2 separate regions of the Mus musculus genome follow, and region 1 is linked to region 2. A link is a contact called in public Hi-C data. All regions are on one chromosome and are shown on one strand. The core of a region is the stretch at or near the end of the contact, and the rest is flanking DNA. Distances in the headings are between cores, read along the strand shown.

The links. Hi-C and Micro-C count contacts between places; a contact is called where the count stands out from the background.
Region 1: a contact with region 2 is called in a Hi-C map of bone marrow-derived macrophages, with 52 read pairs. The contact joins two enhancer-like sites. A contact is called at or near these places in 5 of 484 Hi-C or Micro-C datasets (the 63-12 cell line, bone marrow-derived macrophages, double positive thymocytes and 2 more), 2 of 115 datasets of contacts at active chromatin or transcription factors (bone marrow-derived macrophages and fibro-adipogenic progenitors) and 2 of 9 other capture datasets (adipose tissue and pancreatic islet).

The regions. Positions count from the first base shown.
Region 1 is chr17:74,016,739-74,020,203 of GRCm38.p6, reverse strand. It overlaps Srd5a2 (steroid 5 alpha-reductase 2), which reads left to right. Exons shown (of 5, transcript NM_053188.3): 5 at 2,432-3,465. The coding sequence ends at 2,498. Among named protein-coding and RNA genes, the nearest start is that of Gm24475, 18 kb to the right of the region's middle. Within about 2 kb of position 1,498, at least 25 of the 459 cell types and tissues checked have an H3K27ac peak or open chromatin away from gene starts, as enhancers often do. A contact at or near this core is called in bone marrow-derived macrophages, where this site is marked.
Region 2 is chr17:73,926,633-73,930,252 of GRCm38.p6, reverse strand. The region is part of intron 6 of Xdh (xanthine dehydrogenase); the gene reads left to right. Among named protein-coding and RNA genes, the nearest start is that of Xdh, 22 kb to the left of the region's middle. Within about 2 kb of position 2,027, at least 4 of the 459 cell types and tissues checked have an H3K27ac peak or open chromatin away from gene starts, as enhancers often do. A contact at or near this core is called in bone marrow-derived macrophages, where this site is marked.

The sequences.
Region 1 (3,465 bases), core at 249-2,748, 90 kb before region 2:
TCGGGGCATTGCCTGGTACATGGAGCGTCTCTGAAGAGCATAGACAGAGTTCTCCGTCAATATTTCCACCAGGAGTTTCCAGCTGGTGCAATGTCAAAATCAAATTGAGGCTGTCTGGTTATATTCCTCCCGGAGGGAGAGCCAGGGGTGTCTCTTTTACTAGGACTAAGAGGGCTTTGTGACGGTGCTCCTGAAGCAATGGCAGGCGTTGGCGGGGGAGATGGAGCACACAGGGTCTTTTCAAACCAAAGCAGGGCAGACCGGGCTCTTCTGGCACGCGTGATCACTTTTGTCTTCCAGTTCAAACCCAAAGCACTTTAGCAGAGTGCATTTTGTCTTTATTATGCCTCGAGGGCCATTAGTTTCAACCAGTTAAGAGGACAACTTGGTCAGCATTAATTTCCTCAGGCTGTCACAGGAAAGGACCTCAGCTGCATGGCTTAGAGCAAGGGGAAAAATATCTATCTTCTCAGAATTCTGGAGACCAGAGGTTTGGCCTTAAGGGATAGGCAGGGCTGTGCTCTCTGGAATGGCTTGCTTCCTTGCTTCTTTCTGTTCAGTTCTGGTGGAGACTCACTGTTCTTAGTTCTCCATGGCTGGGGTAGACTCATTCCAATCTCTACCAGTGTTCCTGTGACCTTCTCATCCTATATCTCCTTCATGTCTCTTTGCAGATCTGTGGGATTAAGGGTCCATCCTGCATCAGTATGAGCTATTCCAATTCATTACATATGCCATGACTGTTGGTCCAAAATAAGACTGTATCTTCAGGCATTGGGAGCTAGGACTGCAACCTACCTTTTAGAGGGCAAAATGAGATCCATAGTAGTAGTTGCATCCCCAAACTCCTGGAAGGGATATTTTCAAGAGATGCTGCCGATTCTCTGAAGTTAACGTTGTCCATGCTTTTTGTAAATTTTATTTGTTGTAAGCAGGTGTCTAGTTAGACACAATAATGAGCCTCGTGGCATTTTCATAATTTATAATGTGTTTTTACTATATGCATCTTTTATTTCTATTTTGTTTTCCTCTTGCTCTTACATGTTTTTATCTTATTTTCAAAGGTATACTTTAATTTACGTGGTGTGTGTGTGTGTGTTTGTATGCATATGTGTGTGTGGACACTCAGAAGACGGCATCAGATACTGGAGCTGAGTAATTCGGCAAGGATTTACAAACCTCTGGACATGTGTGCTGGGAACCAAATTCCGGGTTCTCTAGAAGTGCAACAAGTGCTTTTGACTGCTGAGCCCTCCTGTTAGCCCTACTGACTTACCTTTCATGACGAAGGGAGCCTCATTAGAGTTGGTTACAGGGTCCTTGGTAAGGAATTATTTACAAGAGCATGGTGTCCTTACTGGTGGCCACACCACCGAAGGAAGAAAACATCTCTCCCTCCCCAGCAACTATTAGCTGCCTACAGATCCTCAGGGAGGTGTTGGCCCTGTGAACTCCTTCCTTCTAGCTATGATCACCTGCCTGTAGGTCCTAGGGGGAGGGTCTCAGCAGGACAGTGACAGGTTTTATGTGACAGGTTTAATCTTGTGCAGGTTTTATGTGCAGGTAGACTCAGGAGTGCGGATGGTGATGTCATGTTCTATAGCCGGCTGTCTACTTCACTCCATTCCGTCTCTCACATCCCTCCTGTCCCAGTTCCTGTGGTGCTCCAGAGCCTTGGAGAGGGTGATCCACTCATGGCTGGGCGCTTAGCAGTTCCTGATTCTCAGTCCTGTGACTCATTATGAGTCTTTGCCCTTATTGCTGCCCATTGCCAAAAGGAGCTTCTCTGGGCAAAGCTGACAGTAGCCCTGATCTGTGTGTATAAACAGAGTCATTAGACAGAGCTTTGATGGGCACAGCTTCTCTATTTAGCAAAAACAGTTGCAGTAACTTCCCCACTCAGGCTGTGACCTTCCCAGCTATGGGTTTTTGCACCGGTTTTTAGAGTTCCAGATGTGGGTCTCCTCCTATCGAGCAGGCCTCAGGTCCACCCGGAGAGTATTGGATATCTTCATTACTGACTTGCTACTATTACACCAGTTGGCCAAAGTTTTTGGGAGGCTTTGGCTTCCTGTAGTTTTCAGCAAAGTGAGCTCAAAGGAGTACTTTCTTCTTGTGTATTAGAAAATCTGGTGAAATGTACATATCATAAAATCTACCACTTTAACAGTTTTTAAATGTAAACTTGAGTGTTAGCAAGTATGTTTGTAAAATTGTATAACCGTCACCTCTGGATATAGTTTTGTATTTATCTGCACACAAATTACCAACATTGACAAGGAACAGAATGGGGGAAGTGGGTGGATGATGGGCTCATGGTCCTCAGGAATGATCAGCTGCTAAGTAACTGGGCTGACTCATGTTGGTTATGTAACTCAACTGTTGGTCACTACTCTGTTGCCCTTATAATGATCCCTTCCTTTCTTCTCAGGTTCTACCTCAAGATGTTTAAGGATTACCCCAAATCTAGGAAAGCCCTCATTCCATTCATCTTTTAAAGAACCCTAACTTTAAGGAACAAAGCTTCTATGGAGAAACTGCCCAGCTGCTGAAACTATAAACTGTAAACTATAACTGAACAGTGTCTTGCTCGCATATATATATTTGATGATGTATGTGTTAATAGGTCTCCTGTGATTCCAGTTGCTTGAGGCATGCACAGTCATGCCTGTTCAGCCTATACTCCTGTCTGCCCAGAGAGCTCTAACCTAATTTCCTTTCGGAGACTCATAGGGGCCATTTTATTCTTAGCTATCCCATCTAGAAGCTTCCCTGTTCTCTATTTTTTTTTCCAATGTCAGATCTGAAGATAGGACTTTTTTCTTATTCTTTGTCACTTTGGGGGAAGTTCTGCAGTCAAAACCTTTGGGCTGACAAAATGAAAAATGAAATGATAACATTTGCAGGAAAGTGGGAAGAACTGGAAATTATTATATTAAGCAACCTAACCCTGACTCAGAAAGACAAATACTGCATGATTTTTTTCATATGCAGGTTCTAGATTTTAATATATACATATATATACCTGCATCTGTTCATATGTGTATGTTGAGGGTCATATAGTTCATTGATTTAGAAAGGAGATCATTAGAAGGGGAAAAGAGGTCTTGAGGAGAAGGAAGAAGAGGGAAATAAACTGTGTCGCATGAAAGCAGAGAGGGAGGAAGGGAAGCAGCAGGAGAAATGTAGGTGAGCAGGGGAGGAGGATTGGCAAAAATAAAGTATGCATGAAAATGCCATAATAAAACCAATTACTTTGTATGTTTGTTTTAAACAACCAACCAGCCTGCCAGCCAACCAACTTATCAACTAACTAACTAATCAATCAACAAGCCAACCAACCAACTAATCAACCAGCCAGCCAACCAACTCATCAACTAACTAATCAATCAACAAGCCAACCAACCAACCAATCAATCAACCAACTAATCAACCAGCCAACCAACCAACCAACCAACCAACCAA
Region 2 (3,620 bases), core at 778-3,277:
AGCTGTCTCCTGAGAGGCTCTGCCAGTGCCTCACAAATACAGAGGTGGATGCTCGCAGCCAACCATTGGACTGACCATAGGGTCCCCAGTGAAGGAGCTGGAAAAAGGACCCAAGGAGCTGGGGGGGTTTGCAGTCCCACAGGAGGAACAACAATATGAGCTAGCCAGTACCCCCACAACTCCTAAGGACTAAACCACCAACCAAAGAGCACACATGGTGGGACTCAAAATGGAGGGTTTTAATGTTTAATATTTTATCACTATTCTATCAGAAATGGCCATATCTTGCAAATAGAAAACAAAAATAGGAAAGACACAGGTGAATTCAACAGAACCATCAATTTAGCTGCACGTTACTAGAGTTACTAGAGTTTCTATACCACCATAGCTAGAAATGAGAGAAAGGACACTTTCCTTATGGAACATTCACCAAGATAGATCACATTCTGAACTATAGCACAAATAAAAAATAATAGCAATTATACAATGTCTGTTTGGGGACTAGACTGTGGTTAAACTAGAACCAACAACAGAAAGAGAGCTGGAAAATATAAAAAAGGCTTTCTGTGAGGAGGAGCAACAAACAACACACGGGCAAAGAAGAAATCCCCGAGTAAATTTAAAAATATTTTGGAACTGGGTAAAATTGAAAATATAATAAAATTGAAAATTGCTTAGAGGGAAATTTATATCAGAGAATGTAAATACTGGGAGAAAACAATCTAAAAATCAATAATATAGGCTCACACCTTAGGTGAATAAAAGAGAGCAAATTAAATCTAAAAGAAGCAGAAGAAACCATATTTAGAGCAGAAATTGATGAAATTGAAACCAGGAATTCCATAGAGAAAAATCAACAAAACAAAACCTAGTTCTTAAAAAATATATATATATATATATATAAATCAATGAAAGCAATAAGCTTTGAGCCAGGCGAGCTAAGGGACAAATACAGACTATGCATATCAAAATGAAGGAAAGGTGGTGACTACGGAAAAATAAACATTAAATGGATAATAATGGAGACGTAGGAAGAATCTCTAGACTATTCCTGTCCTGGATGCTTCCTGGAAAGGAGGGTCGTGTGTAACCTTTTGCCTTCAGCACCCGGAATTCCAGAAGAGGAACACCCCAGTCTCGGCCTTCATGACCCTAGCAACATGACCTCAGCTTCTATAGTTTCTCTTAGTCTTTGTTCAATGCTGTTGGGTCTGCCGGTTGTTGGAGCAGTGGAAGGTGGAGATGCAACCACTCTAATTACGGACACTTACACATTACAAAAAAACAAAAACAAAAACAAAAACAAAAACCCCAAAACACCAGGGTTGGCTTTTAAGGCTTTTCTGAATCAGTCTTCACCTTAACCTAAACTCCTTTGTAAACATTAAGTCCGAATCTGAGGTCTGATCGCTAAGTTCCCAATAAACAGTAAATAGGATGACTCAGTAAAGGTTGTTCCCTAGAAAATGAAAATAATTTTCATTAAATGGAAACAACGTTTTCTTCAGAACAAATAATGTACTAATAATATAGCCCTTTCCTTGTCAGGAAAGTGGAATGAGTTACTTTTGAAGGTGTTATTTCACAGTTTCACAGTTTCTCCAACAGAACTGGTCATGTTCAGCCACACCCTCACTGATCTCTCTGCAGGATTTCTCTGTTTCTTATGAACAGTGTTGCACTCTCCACTGGAAGCAATTGTCCTTGCACTTCTCTGCTTCATTTTGTTCAGTTTAAAACATTTAAAAACTTATCTTGCAATATTTTTCTTTTGATGCCTCATCGTTATCTACATACACATTAAGGCACTTTAAGTTTTGTTTTGGGGGTGGGTTTTTGAGACAGGATCTCTCTGTGTAGCTCTGGTTGTCCAAGTACTCACTATATAGACCAGGCTGTCCTTAAACTCACAGAGATCTGTCTGGCTTTGCCTCTGAGTGCTGAGATTAAAACATGCACCATCACTGACAACTTCCAGATAGAGGGTTTTTATGTCTTCTTAACTGGGCTATTGTACCTATGACCTCATGCTTGGCTTCTGACTTATAGTGAGTCTCCTGCCTCTGCTTCGTAAGCACCAAGGTCACATGTGTGCATTATTGTTCTCCTTTTTTCTGTTTAGCTTTCAAATATGAGTCTTACAGAATTCTAAGTTGGTAGAATTTTCTCTTGGTGTTTTGAGTATTTTGGCCAGTTTTCTTCTTGCTTGCCTTGTAAAACAGAGAGCATGGGAAGGTGTGGATAGAAAAGTCAGTCTCCAGAGACTCTGAGTGACACCATTACATATCACAATAATTTAGGGCATAAATATACCAATGAATTATCAAAGAAAATGATCCAAGTAGTAATATGTTGCAATACTGGTTGTCGGGACAAAGTTGCTTATATAATGTATGTCCTTCCTCAAGAAGGCCAGGTAAAATATTTGCAAATTCTTCTTGCTTCCAGAAAGTCTGAGAATGCAACCTCATTACTCTTTCTCCAAGAGGAAAGCTGAAAAGAGATATTAAGGGCTCATTCTCCCTGTCCAATATGCTCTTCCCATAGAGAAGGGCACGATGGGAGAGGGTGTTTTCATGTGTAATAGACAGAACAGGTCTGGTATACGGAACACAGATGAGGTGCCAGAGGGCTCTGCATACAGAGCTCCACGGGGTATGAACTAGCAAGGGTTTCTCTTTCTCATGCTTACATGTTCTCAAAGGCCACACCTTCAACCTCCAAGGCCTTCTAAGAGCCTTTTCAGATGCAGGTAGAGGGTGGCGGCTCCACTTTTGGAGATTTCAGAATCTCTCCTGATTCACACACAGAAGGGCAGCCTGCCCCCAGCTTACTCCATGATGACCCGATACCCTAGAAAACTTAGTCTCCCACATTTGTTTCTTAGCATTAACTTCATGATTTTGGAGTGTCTCCTGCCTTCTTGAGTTGAATCTGTCAGGGAAACACATATTTGCCCCACCACATGCTGCCTTAGTTGAGCTTAGTTGAGCTCATTTGTGCTTGGTCACAACCCTCCTAAGAGGTCTGAGCAAGCACTTCCCCATAAGTTAGGGGTGACCCATCTTCTTTCTCAGGAACACAGCCACAGTGAGGAGTGGAGTGTGTAGCTTTCTGTGGGAAATGCATAGTCAGTAGTAGAGGCCATTTGGGCACACTGGCTGTGGCTGCATCTTTGAGATCCGTGCCGATGTAGGGCATCCATGACAGACCCCAGCTTCAGACTCCCAGCCAAGCTTTATAAATCTCAGCTGGTCTAAAAGTTAGCACCTCTCAAGTCTTGTAAGAAGTGATAAGAATTTTTCTCTTAGCGGCTTCTTAAGGAAACAACAGTGACGAAGGAAAGCAGGTAGAAACATACATCGTAATAAAGTAGAGCCTAGCTTTTGTGGAGACATTCTCTTGAAAAATCAGATTTCCCTGTTGCCCCAAAGACTTCCTTAACCCACTTCAGTGAAGTCAGCACACAGCAGGGACTCTCTGAGCGGAGACAGACCGGATAGGATAGGCAGTGCTTCTCCCATTGATGCAGGCTGGGGTTAGCAGATCTGGGCCTCAGTAGACAAAAGTAATGGACTTTTCTTAGGTTCTATGAGAATGGAAATAGCCTTACGTGAATG